Regions from separate parts of the Mus musculus genome. Here region 2 is linked to region 1. A link is a contact called in public ChIA-PET data. All regions are on one chromosome and are shown on one strand. The core of a region is the stretch at or near the end of the contact, and the rest is flanking DNA. Distances in the headings are between cores, read along the strand shown.

Region 1 (7,110 bases), core at 2,839-5,338:
CTACTGTGGGGCTGCCAGAAGCCACACCCTACCCCAGAGCCTTCCCAGGTGGCTCTGCTGGCCCTGTGGCCCGGGGCTGGGCTCCCAGTCTCCAAAACAGTTGGGTGAGCAGTCAGTGGGCAATGTACTGTTACAATGCGTCATCATACCTCATTCTGTACTGCTCTGCCCTTGAAACTGGCTTGCAAGTGAAGCTGAGGTGATTCATTTTCTGTGCCAGATCCCATTACGATACACCACGATGTCTCCATTTGTCCTTGAAAAGCTACATGGCTTGATTACAGAGGTTTTTAAATTATTCATATCTGTGTACTCCCGGCTAGTCTGCAGCCTCAGACAGGGTTGTTTAGGGGTTCTTTGTTCTCATGGGGAAAGGAGTTGTCCTGTCTCTTGTCCTGTTAATACCCCAGGAGCTCAAGTACCTCTGGGGTAAAGAGAGCAAACACAAGCCCTAAGTGGGTAGGAGCAGCCAAGCAATAACACTTGGCAGGATAATTCACTGGCTCTCCCTAGGGAGTGGGGCTGACAGCTGCGGCAGGCAGTGAGTGTCCTCTCTGCCCTGCATGCTCCTGAGTACTGGGTTAAACCCTCCTTTTATGTTTGCCTATCTGACGAGTGACATCCGAGTGTACTTTTGGTGTCTAATAAAGTCCTGACGTGTTTCCTGGCAACACCTGTTCTGTTTACACAAGACACCCACTCGCTCTTCCTCAACTTTACCCTATTCTTAGGCATTCTTTATATAAGCATTGCATGAGTGTCATGATTGTCCTTATACATGTCTTTTTGTTATATTTATGGTGTCCCTTTATGAACACAAGCTCCTCTTTCTTCTTAAATACTTTCCTGCGCCTCCTCCTCTGCAGTTAAAGGTTCACAGCCAAACTGACCAGAAGACACAGAGGGTCCTGAAACACCTTCTGGAGGAATCCTTCATGCTCCTTGAAGCACTCTCTGGCTAGGAGACAGAGCTTAGGCAAGCCTTGGCTGGGTGCCTGCTATCCTGGCCATAAGTCACTGGGAGAGGCTCAGGGCAGACCAAGCAGGCCAAAGGAGCTTGCAGAAAAGCTTAGAAGTAGCAGAAAGACCTGCTCAGGATCTTGATTGTAGAGGTGGCTTTATAGGTGTGTACACGAAACACCAAAATTGACTTTAAAATTAAAATCGAACAACTTTTTTTTACAATGTTATTTTTTCATTATTGTGTGTGTGCTCACACATGCATGTTGAGTATATATGTAGTGTACACATGTGTATAGTGGATGCTTACAGAGAGCAGAGGAGACTTTTCAATCTCTTCCCCATTCTTTTTGTTTTTTGAGACAGGATTTCTCAGTAGAACCTTGGCTGTCCTGGAACTCACTCTGTAGACCAGGCTGGCCTCAGACTCACAGAGATCTGCCTGCTTCTGCCTCCCAAGAGTTGGGAGTGTACCACCACCACCCGTCTTTTTTTTTTTTTTTAAATTGTGCATGTGCGCATGGCATGCCCTCTAAGGTGGTGGCACACTCCCATGTCACACATAGAAGTCAGAGTGTTAAGCATGAGGCTCACGAGAAAAGAACAAATCCATGGTTGTCCAGTTAAAGCTAGCTGTATTTTAGGGTACACCTGGGACTGGCCAGCTGGCTGTCTCACCCTAAATCAGGATTTGAGAGAGCAGCCTCTGCTGGCCTCTTGAAGTCCTTTTTATAGGACAGATAAGGTATCCACAGGGGTGAGAGAGTCAGCTGTTATCCACTGTAGAAAGAATCAAGGGAAGGGAAGGAACGGGGTAAGAACGGATCCTGTGAATACACAAAAGTTTAGTGTAAGCTGAAAAACTCGTTTTACGGTTTATATCAGACTAAGAAACAGGAACTTGCTTTTAACTACAAACAGAAACCTTAACTTGCAAGGACTTAACACAAGACAAATAAAATTTGTTCTTTAACTACAAACAGAAACCTTAACCTACACAGGGCAAATAGGAACTTATTCTTAACTATCTTAACTGCAAACAGAAACCTTAGCCTGCAAGGTGAATTGTTCCTGTCTGGGTCTCCCATGAACTTGCAGAGCATATTGTTCCCAACTCAGACTGGACAATATTTTTTTAATGTAATATTTTTTAATTTAAATTAAATGCTTAAAAATTTTAAATGTTAACTGTCTTTGTTATTATGATGTGCACACGTGTGTGTAGAGTTTCTGCATGAATGCGGTGGACATCTGTAGAGATCAAGGGTTAGAGTCAGGATGCCTTTTCAACCACTTCCCCATCTTATTTTTCTTTTGGGGGAAAAAAATAGTGTGCATGTGCATAATGTACACTATGAAGAGGGTAGCACACTCCACAGTCATGTAGAGGCCAGTAGGGTCGTTTCTCTCTTTCCACTATTGCATGGGTTCTGAGAAGTGAGCTCAAGTATCAGGGGTTTGTTTGTTTGTTTGTTTGTTTGTTTGTTTGTTTGTTTGAGATAGGGTTTCTCTGTGTAGTCCTGGCTGTCCCGGAACTCACTCTGTAGACCAGGCTGGCCTCGAACTTACAAAGGTGTACCTGCCTCTGCTTCTCAAGTGCTGGGATTAAAGGTGTGTGCCACCATATTCCTCTAAATTGCCAGATTTTCAAGGCAAATACCTTTACCTGTGAGCCATCTCACAGGTAAACTTGTTATTTAAGGTACTGTCTCTCACCGAACCTGGAGCTCACCCTTTTGGCTGGAATAGCTGGATGGGGAATCCTGATCCATTTGTCTCTGTCCTCCAGCAGTGGGGTCACAGGTGTGCCAATCAGGGCCTCAGACTCACACAGAAGGCGCTCGCCTACGGAGCCCTAGCCTCCTGTATACTTCCAATGCATATAGTTTAAGCAACAATAAAGCTCAGTAAGGTGGCTAAAATTTACAAAAGTAGCCGGGCAGTGGTGGTGCACACCGTTAATCCCAGCACTTGGGAAGCAGAGGCAGGTGGATCTCTGAGTTTGAGGCCAGCCTGGTCTACAGAGGACAGACAGGGCTACACAGAGAAACAAAACAGCAACAGTAAACAAAATAACAAGAAGAAGCAAGAGCAGGCAACAGTTGTCAGAAATGTTTATAGAAAGAAGACAGGCAGCCTCCAGAGTAGTGGCACATGTTTGCAATCCAGGTACTTGGCACTGACACAGGAGGGTCTTGACTTTGAGGTCAGCCTAGGCAACATTGTAAGATCCTGTCTCAATAAAGCTACAAGGAGGAGGGAAAGGGAAGAAGAAATGAGGGGGTTGAGGGAGTGTTCCTAAAATATTCACAGGATTCATCTCTGATCACAAGATTACGAAAGATTTTAATTTTCCTCTTTCGGTTTTTGATGCTCTAAAATTTTTTCAAAGTATATCTGGGCAATGAGGTATATTCTGTAGTCCCAGTTGCTCAGGAAGCTGAGGCAGGAGGATTATTTGAACCCAGGAGTTTGAAGCTAATTTTGGCAACATCATAAGACATTAGTTTAAAAAAAAATAACAACAGCGATAACAACAACCAAAACTAAGACATGTTCAGCTTCTGTAATAAGAAATACAAAAGCATTAATTTGAAAACAAAAGCAATTTAGTAAGTTCAGAGATTTTTGTGATCAGCAACAGCAGCCATTAAAAGGGCTTGCGTGTGGGTTGCTGTGTGTGACAGAGCTGTGATAATAAGACGCAGTCTTAGGCTTGATGGTCCTGCCTTAGCTCTGCTACCGGCTGCTACATGGCCTTAGATTGGTCAGGTTCTCGGTTAGTTTCTATAATTCAGAAGTCTCTTAGCAGTCCCACGGCACAGCAAAGGCTGGGGAGTTATATACAGCCACTTCACACATTGTCTTAGCTTCAAGGCACTAAAGCGAATACAAGGGGATTTTAGAAAAGCTTTGCTTAGGGTGTGTGTGTGTGTGTGTGTGTGTGTGTGCTTTTTAAATCAATAAAAAGAGAGTGGGATAATCTCTGAAATACAGTTCCTGGAACTGAACGTTTTTTTGAGGTTTCTCTTAATGGGTATCAGAAGTCGCCTCTCACCCACAGCCAACCACAAGCGCAGCTGCTGTGCCTTGCCGGTGCCCTGCTGGAACCAGAACCAGCAGTGTGCAATCGCTCGCCTTCATCCTCTGCCGTGTTTACCCTGCCTGTGGCTGCTTGGCTGGGCCAGAGAGCTGACTTCACTGTTTTCTCTTCACGCTCACCCAGCCATCCTCTTGTCCCCCACACCCTAACCCGTCTTCAGCTTGGCCTCATCTTGGTCTGGGTGGTCCTAACTGCCTTCCTTCACCCCTCTGTTTTATGTTTGCGAATGTAATCCACACTGGGCACAGATCATGCTCACGACCTGTTTGTTAGTTCTCTCCCTTGGAGGTGGCTTTGGGGAGGTTAAGACAGTCTCACGTAGCCTAGGCTGGCCTCTAACTTCCTATGTAGCTGAATCTGGTCTTGAACTCCCGATTCTTGATGTTTCCACCTATCTCCCCATGCTGGGATGGCAGGCACCACCACCGGTCCTTGTGACAGGCAGCACCTTGTTAGTTCTCCTTGAACCAGTGTTCACCTCTCACGCCCAGCCTGGAAGCCGCTATTAAACTTTAAGGGTGACAACAGAGGAAAGGCAGAGGAACAGATCGGTGGCAGAACTTCCAAAGGTGAGGAAGACAGCCCCAAGGGATGCTAACGAGGCCCCTGGAAGAAGGATCTAGAAGGCTAGCTGCTCTGTAAGGGAAGGGGGCTGGCTCTCCACAGTTCACTGTGCCGGGGCGTGTGTGAAGACCGTGTGATAACCCTCTTGTGTTCACAGCTTGCCTGTAACTCAGATTCTTAGCCTATCAGACTAGGTGCCAGCATCGCCTGGGAGATCCACGTAGGAGTGAGCTTAGTTCTCTGCCTGTCTTTCTGTTTCTTCCTGGTTCCTTTTCACTATGCCCCAACCCCAGTCTTCTATCTGCCCCACAATAGGCACCCGACACCCAGTCAGAGGTCAGCAAACTTTCTCAGTTAGAGATCTGGCCTAAGTCTCTGCACAACTCACCTCAGAGAGGAGGGTCAACTGCTGGGCCAGGGACTGGCAACTGGTTGGTGGACATTATTCTCTAGACCCATCATCCTGCCTGGGTCATAGCCAACCCTGAAGACAGTGACCTTAGGCAAGTCATCTCTGGGTCCCTTTAATGTTCTGTGAGACATAGCACCTGCCCTCAGGGGCTGTTGGGAGCAGTGGGAGGGAGCACGGCCTCCCAAACGTAGTCACTCAAGTTTCTGTTGAGGATCGTACACCAGGACATCGCATGCACCGTCACTTCCCTGGGCATCTGTGGATCAGTCAACTTGAAATCATCTCAGTCTGTGGAAAATAATGACTGTGTTGAAGAGTATAGTCCACGTGCAATCTGATGAACATAGGCACCCTCTCTTGTCACTTTTTTGTTGTTGTTGTTGTTGTTTTTCGAGACAGGGTTTCTCTGTGTAGCCCTTGCTGTCCTGGAAGTCACTCTGTAGACCAGGCTGGCCTCGAACTCAGAAATCTGCTTGCCTCTGCCTCCCGAGTGCTGGGATTAAAGGCGTGTGCCACCACACCCGGCCCCTCTTGCCACTTTTAAGCAAATTCATCAAAGACAAACCTGTGTCCTGGCTGGGGAGATGGCTCAGTGGGTAAAGTGCTTGCTACGTGGACATGAGGAGCTAAGGTTGGATTCCCAGAACTCACGTAAAAGCTGAGCACCGTGTCCTGTATCTGTAGTCTAGTACCAGGGGAGGGCAGAGACAGGTTCCATGAGGCCTGCTAGTCAGCCAGGCTGACCTAACCAGCAAGCTCAGTGAGACCCTGACTACAACACACATACACTACAAAAACAACATATATACAATACACAAAACACAACACACGCATGCATGCACACAACACACACACACACACACACACACACACACACACACACACACCACAAACATGATCTAAAACAAAAAGAAATCAGTCTCCAAATCCTTCAGCTCAAGGGGAGGTCAAGCTTTTGAACTACCAACATTCATTTTTAACATTCACTTGATAAACAATTCATTGACATTCCATTGATAAACAATGGAAATATGAGGTCCCTGGGGAAGGACCTGCTGGGTTGTCACATTGTGACTCATGAAAGGCCCTCATGAGTTGCTTGACTTTGTGCTAAAGCTGCAGGCCTTGGAAGTGGGTGTCACGGGGATGTTCCAAGCCATCCTGGAGGTCCAGGATGAGGGCAACCATTGAAGGACAACGGTCTAATGTGAAGTGAGACTTTAGCTCATTCTGGGAGGGTGGGGTTAGGATGTCACTTCTAGGTGGCGCACATCACCTGCCAGTCTACACCTGAGGTTTGCTTCCCTGGTCAAAGTCCTAGAGCAGTGTGCACAGGCGGGCCTGGCTCTGTCAGCACACAGTCCTTGGTTCTGCTGGAGGGTTGAGGATACAGGATCAATCGGGGCAGGATTTTACCTCTTCAGATCCAGATTAATGAAGAGATGCAGTGAGGCCCCCCCCATGTAACAATTCCCTGACTGTGTGCCTTTCACTACAGCACAGGACACCTTTGATTGTTCACAGTTGCCTAGGATTAAGGCAGGCCGGGGTGTAACTGGTCCCCTAGCTCACTGAGGTGGCTAAGACTGGAGGGAGGGGCAGCGTCAGGTACTTAATGGTATCTATTACACAACAGCACGTCCCCACAGCTTACTGCACTGCAGTCTCACGGCAGGTAAGAAAGTTACGAAAGCCAGGTATAGCGGCTCACACTTGTAATTCCAACCTGTGTCATGGGCTGAGACACCAGGATTTCTGTGAGTTCCAGGCCATCGCCATCTACAATGAAATGCTGTCTCTAAATAAATAAATAAATAAATAAATAAAAGACAGCTACCTGATATAATTTGAATATTCTTTTTTCTTCTTCTGGTTTTTTTGAGACAGAGTTTCTCTGTGTAATAACCCTGGATGTCCTGGACTTGCTCTGTAGATCAGGCTGGCCTCAAACCCACAGAGATTTACCTGCCTCTGCCTCCTGATTAAAGGCGTGCGCCATAATACCCAAGGATGACTTGAATACTCTAAGGATGGAGGCCGGGCACAACTTTCAATTTTCGTGTATTCCATG
Region 2 (6,494 bases), core at 2,113-4,612, 230 kb before region 1:
TACTGAGGTACTTTGAGTGGAAGATGTTGTGGATAACATGTGTGTTGTACTTGGAGCTGAGCTGCTCATGAGGGAGCATGTGAGGTGGTTGTCATGTTCTGGGAGGAAGGTGAGACCTGTGTGGTGGCAGGTGTAGAACCTTGAGTCCTTCCTGCTGTTGTGTGTCTTGTGTCTACTGAGGTACTTTGAGTGGAGGATGTTGTGGATAACATGTGTGTTGTACTTGGAGCTGAGCTGCTCATGATGGGAGCATGTGAGGTGGTTGTCTCACCAGGAGAGATTGTTCTTTGGGAACTTGTCTCTGTCTGAATTTGGTCACGTGAGGTGGCTGAAGGAGTTGATGTGGTCACCTCTGGGGTGGTGGTAGTTTGAGGATTGGTGCTGGTCCCCTTGCTTCCAGTGTGTTGGCTCTGAGGAAGGGTTGACAAAATTTGAATTGAGGTGATGGGTGCTGACACTGTTGACATGTTCTGGGATGAAGGTGAGACCTGTGTGGTGGCAGGTGTAGAACCTTGAGTTGTTATTGCTGTTGTGTGTCTTGTGTCTACTGAGGTAATTTGAGTAGAGGATGCTGTTGATAACATGTGTGTTGTACTTGGAGCTGAGCTGCTCATGATGGGAGCATATGAGGTGGTTGTCTCACCATGAGAGATTGTTCTTTGAGAACTTGTCTCTGTCTGAATTTGGTCATGGGTGGTGGCTGAAGGAGTTGATGTGGTCATCACTGGCGTTGTGGTAGTTTGAGGATTGCTGCTGGTCCCCTTGCTTCCAGTGTGTTGGCTCTGAGAAAGGGTTGACAATTTGTGAGTAGTGGTGATGGGTGTTGACACTGTTGACATGTTCTGGGATGAAGGTGAGACCTGTGTGTGGCAGGTGTAGAACTTGAGCTGCTGGTCCCATTGCTTCCAGTGTGTTGGCTCTGAGGAAGGGTTGACAATTTGTGAGTAGAGGTGATTGGTGTTGACACTGTTGACATGTTCTTGGATGAAGGTGAGACCTGTGTGGTGGCAGGTGTAGATCCTTGAGTCGTTAATGTTGTAGTGTTTCTTGTGTCTACTGAGGTACTTTGAGTGGAGGATGTTGTGGATAACATGTGTGTTGTACTTGGAGCTGAGCTGCTCATGATGGGAGCATATGAGGTGGTTGTCTCACCAGGAGAGATTGTTCTTTGGGAACTTGTTTCTGTCTCAATTTGGTCATGTGAGGTGGCTGAAGGATTTGATGTGGTCACCTCTGGGGTGGTGGTAGTTTGAGGATTGGTGCTGGTACTCTTGCTTTCAGTGTGTTGGCTCTGAGGAAGGGTTGACAACATTTGAATTGAGGTGATGGGTGCTGACACTGTTGACATGTTCTGGGATGAAGGTGAGACCTGTGTGGTGGCAGGTGTAGAACCTTGAGTCCTTCCTGCTGTTGTGTGTCTTGTGTCTCCTGAGGTACTTTGAGTGGAGGATGTTGTGGATAACATGTGTGTTGTACTTGGAGCTGAGCTGTTTATGTTGAGAGCATGTGAAGTGGTTGTCTTGCCGGGAGAGATTGTTCTTTGGGAACTTGTCTCTGTCTGAATTTGGTCACCTGAGGTGCCTGAAGGAGTTGATGTGGTTACCACTGGGCTTGTGGTAGTTTGAGGATTGCTGCTGGTCCCCTTGCTTCCAGTGTGTTGGCTCTGAGGAAGGGTTGACAAAATTTGAGTTGAGGTGATGGGTGTTGACACTGTTGACATGTTCTGGGATGAAGGTGAGACCTGTGTGGTGGCAGGTGTAGAACCTTGAGTCCTTACTGCTATTGTGTGTCTTGTGTCTACTGAGGTACTTTGAGTGGAGGATGTTGTGGTTAACATGTGTGTTGTACTTGGAGCTGAGCTGCTCATGATGGAAGCATATGAGGTGGTTGTCTCACCAGGAGAGATTGTTCTTTGGGAACTTGTCTCTGTCTGAATTTGGTCACGTGAGGTGGCTGAAGGATTTGATGTGGTCACCACTGGGGTGGTGGTAGTTTGAGGATTGCTGCTGGTCCCCTTGCTTCCAGTGTGTTGGCTCTGAGGAAAGGTTGACAAAATTTGAGTTGAGGTGATGGGTGCTGACACTGTTGACATGTTCTGGGATGAAGGTGAGACCTGTGTGGTGGCAGGTGTAGATCCTTGATTCGTTAATGTTGTAGTGTGTCTTGTGTCTACTGAGGTACTTTGAGTGGAGGATGTTGTGGATAACATATGTGTTGTACTTGGAGCTGAGCTGCTCATGATGGGAGCATATGAGGTGGTTGTCTCACCAGGAGAGATTGTGTTTTGGGAACTTGTCTCTGTCTGAATTTGGTCATGGGTGGTGGCTGAAGGAGTTGATGTGGTCACCTCTGTGGTGGTGGTAGTTTGAGGATTGCTGCTGGTCCCCTTGCTTCCAGTGTGTTGGCTCTGAGAAAGGGTTGACAATTTGTGAGTAGAGGTGATGGGTGTTGACACTGTTGACGTATTCTGGGATGAAGGTGTCAATGAGGTCTGTGTGATGGCAGGTGTAGAACCTTGAGCTGTTACTGATGTTGTTTGTCCTGTGTCTACTGAGGTACTTTGATTGGAGGATGTTGTGGATAACATGTGTGTTGTACTTGGAGCTGAGCTGCTCATGCTGGGAGCATGTGATGTCCTTTTCTCGCCAGGAGAGTTTGTTCTTTGGGAACTTGTCTCTGTCTGAATTTTGTCACGTGAGGAGGCTGAAGGAGTTGATGTGTTCACCTTGGTGTTTGTGGTTGTTTGAGATTTGCTGCTGGTCCCCTTGCTTTGAATATGTTGGCTGTAAGAAGATGTTAATTCCTGAGTAGACGTGCTGTGTGTTGGCAATTTCTGGGATGAAGGTGTCATCGAGACCTGTGTGGTGTCAGGTGTAGAAACTTTAGTAGTTATTGCCTTTGTTTGTTTTGTGTCTACTGAGGTACTTTTTGTGGAGGGCATTGTGGTTAGTATCTGTGATGTCTTTGGTGGTGAGCTTCTCATGTTCGGAGCATGTGAGGTGGTTGTCTCACCAGGAGAGATTGTTTTTGGGGAATTTGTCTCTGTCTGAATTTGGTGAAGTGAGGAGGCTGAAGGGGTTGATGTGGTCACCTCTATGGTTGTGGTGGTTTGAGGTTGTCTGCTGGTGTCCATGCTTTCAGTGTGTTGGTTCTGAGGAAGGGTTGACATTTTTTGACTTGAATTGATGAGTGTTGACACTGGTGACAGTTTTTGTGGTGTAGATGTTGTTGAGACTTTCGTGGTATGTGTTGTAGAGTTCTGAGTAATCCTCAGAGTTGTGTTTCCTGGAGCAGAGTCTGTAGAGGATGTTTGGGTGAGCACTTCTGTTGTAGTTAGTGATGTACTGCTGACACCAGAAGTAGATGGCTTGGTTCTTTTATCTGAAGATGATGTCACTTGAGACATTGTCTGTGCAGGAGTTGAGTCACTTGTAGAGGTTGAAAGAGTTGATGTGACTATGTTGACTTGAGATTTGCTGCTGGTCTGCTTGCTTCCAGTGTGTTGTCTCTGAGTAAGAGTTGAGGTGATGGGTGTTGACACTGTTGACATATTCTGGGATGAAGGTGTCAGTGAGACTTGTGCGGTGGCAGGTGTTAAACCTTGAGTTGTTATTGCTGTTGTGTGTCCTGAGTCTACTGAGGTACTTTCTGTGGAGGATGTTGTGGTTAACATGTGTGTTGTACTTGGAGCTGAGCTGCTGATACTGGGAGCATGTGAGGTGGTTGTTCCATCAGGAGAGATTGTTCTTTGAGAACTTGTCTCTGTCTGTATTTGGTCACGTGAGGAGGCTGAAGGAGTTGATGTGGTCACCTCGGTGGTTGTGGTGGTTTGAGGTTTGCTGGTCTCCATGCTTGTAGTATGATGGCTCTGAGAAACTGTTGTTATGGAACTTGGAGTATCCCTTGTTGATGTTTGTTCTGTTTTACTTGTCCTTCTGTCAGAAGATGTTGATGAGGTCGATGCTTGTGAGCTCATTTGGGATGTTCTGGTGCTGCTGGAAAGGGACATGGGTGTCTGTGTTGATGTTGTTGCTAGAGCATCTTCTTGAAATAAAACAAACAACGACTTTATTATCTTGCAGAATTTGTTTAGATAAATGGTAACTTCTAACTGAATTCTTTCATTCAGCTAACAATCCTTTTAACTTCTCTACATACTGATTTCTGTGTAGTTTCACTTACTTAACCACAGTTATGAGTTCTGCACACAAGTACACACCAATTTACTGATAAATAGTGCAGTAACTTGCGATGGTGTTTTGCTTGCATTATTGATGTTTTTGAAAACTAGTTACATCTGATGGATCCCATGAAACCTGGACATTCCTCAGGTTAAACTGGGAAGCCAAGAGCCATCTGCCACGTCTACAACACTATATTATTAAAGCACGCACACAGATCATGTGATCAAAAGCTCTCCAATTAAAGCTGTGCAGGAGGGTGAGCAGCACATCACAGCCCTGTCTTACTGAGTTTAAAGGCATCTTTAGGAATCCAGAGAAATATTTTCTGTTAGTAACTTTTATCATGAGAATGAAAGAATCCATCTAAATCATGCATCCAGCTTGCCTCAATTGCATTCATCTTCAGCAATACAGGTAGAAAATACAGTGTTCAGGTTTTTTTCCTTCCCAGAGGAAAGGGACCCAAAAAAAGAAAAATACCTAGGACCTATGAGAATCTTAAGAGATAGCTCAGCAGTTAAGAGCACCGAATGCTCTTCCAGAGGTTCTGAATTCCATTCCCTGCAACCACATGGGGGTTCACTACCATCTTTTATTGGATCTGATGCCCCCTTCTCGTGGGTCTGAAGACAGCTACAATCTGAAGATGAGTTGCAGTGTACTCATATATACAATATAAATAAATAAATCTTTAAAAATCACAACAGGGGGTTAGAGGACATCCTATCCACCCCATTTTATGGATGAGCAGTGACACTTCTCTAAAAGAATTGTGCAGTACATGTGGCCTGCCGAGTCCTTCAGGACAGCCTGTTTCCTAGTAGGAGAGAGAGAGAGAGAGAGAGAGAGCACTGAGTAAATAAAACCATAAGTAAGCCAGGATGGGGCAGCAGTTACAGCATGCATGGGTTAGTGCAGCCAGCACTTAATGTAGAAAGCATGCTTACATCCACGCATGCCTTTGGTTTTCACAACATCTGCATAAGTAAGGGTCATTATCCCCCCAATTTTCTAAATGACTAGAGACTGAGACCTGACTTTTCCAAAACTTCCAGCTCTTCCTGGGAAGCCAAGACCAATACCCCAGCTCTTCAGAGTTCTCCACATCGTTCCCTGCTCTATTCAAAGTTCTGGAGAACAGACGCCCTGGAGCTCAGTGAGCCAGACCCAGCCTGGAGAGGAAGAGGGAGCTTGGGGACAAGAATGGAATAGAGGCAACAGCAGAGTAGGAAGTGCAGAGCCCTGAAAGATTCACTCAAAGTACCAGGCGGTCTTATGTCTTAGAGAGGGTGACCACAGTGTAGATCCTGCTGCTTCATCCACAGCACAATTGGCAGTGTGGAAATTCTACAGGTTACGAGACAGGAGCAGTGGCCATGAGCACGTGCTTCTCTTGCAGAGAACGGGGTTGAGTCCCCCAAGTTCCACATCCAGCAACTCAGTCTCCTATGACTTCAGCCCCAGTGGATCTGCTCTCTGCAGGGACCTGCACCCCCATGCACCCCAACATACATACATACATACATACATACATACATACATACATACACATACATACATACATGACTACGAATAAAAACTATAAATCAGGCAGTGGCCGTACACACCTCTTATCCCAGCATTTAGGAGGCAGATGCAGGCAAATCTCTATGAGTTCGAGGCCAGCCTGGTCTACAGAGCAAGTTCCAGGACAGCCTAGGCTACACAGAGAAACCTTGTCTCAAAATAATAATAATAATAATAATAAAACATTTTAAAATATTCTAGATGTTGGGAAACAAGAGAATAGCCAAAGGCGGCTGACCTGAGTAGCATCCATGTGGAAATACTATGCCTAACTCCTGTAATACATAAATCAATACAAACTACTAAAACAATTTTTAAATTCTTTTTTTGTTGTTGGTTTTTGTTGTTGTTTTGGGTTTTTTGTTTGTTTGTATTTTCAAGACAGGGTTTCTCTATATAGCCCTGGCTGTCCTGAAACTCACTCTGTAAACCAGACTGGCCTTGAACTCAGAAATCCTCCTGCCTCTGCCTCCCAACTGCCGGGATTAAAGGCATGCGCCTCAACTTCCCGGCCATGTTTTAAATTCTTAATCAACAGATTTATTATAGATAACCGAAAACAAAGCCTACAGAGCAGTGGTCCGGGTAACTTTCCATGCACCACTTAAGTGGTTAGAACTCTGGTGCACACATTCAGGGCTTCCTAGTAAATTTGTCAATAATATAAATGAATGTTTTTCAACATCCTGTATCAATGGGCATGTCCTTTAGTTGAAAAGAGATCATCAAATTTGTCCCCCAAGG

The links. ChIA-PET counts read pairs in DNA pulled down with a chosen protein or histone mark.
Region 2: a contact with region 1 is called in an RNA polymerase II ChIA-PET map of memory CD8 T cells, with 23 read pairs. The contact joins two enhancer-like sites. A contact is called at or near these places in 1 of 39 promoter capture datasets (stem cell-derived epiblast-like cells), 1 of 115 datasets of contacts at active chromatin or transcription factors (memory CD8 T cells) and 1 of 9 other capture datasets (embryonic stem cells).

Annotation. Positions count from the first base shown.
Region 1 is chr16:32,517,534-32,524,643 of GRCm38.p6, reverse strand. No RefSeq gene overlaps it. Among named protein-coding and RNA genes, the nearest start is that of Zdhhc19, 25 kb to the right of the region's middle. Within about 2 kb of position 4,088, at least 108 of the 459 cell types and tissues checked have an H3K27ac peak or open chromatin away from gene starts, as enhancers often do. A contact at or near this core is called in memory CD8 T cells, where this site is marked.
Region 2 is chr16:32,747,744-32,754,237 of GRCm38.p6, reverse strand. It overlaps Muc4 (mucin 4), which reads right to left. Exons shown (of 27, transcript NM_080457.3): 2 at 844-4,041; 3 at 76-841; 4 at 1-73. Among named protein-coding and RNA genes, the nearest start is that of Muc4, 15 kb to the right of the region's middle. Within about 2 kb of position 3,362, at least 23 of the 459 cell types and tissues checked have an H3K27ac peak or open chromatin away from gene starts, as enhancers often do. A contact at or near this core is called in memory CD8 T cells, where this site is marked.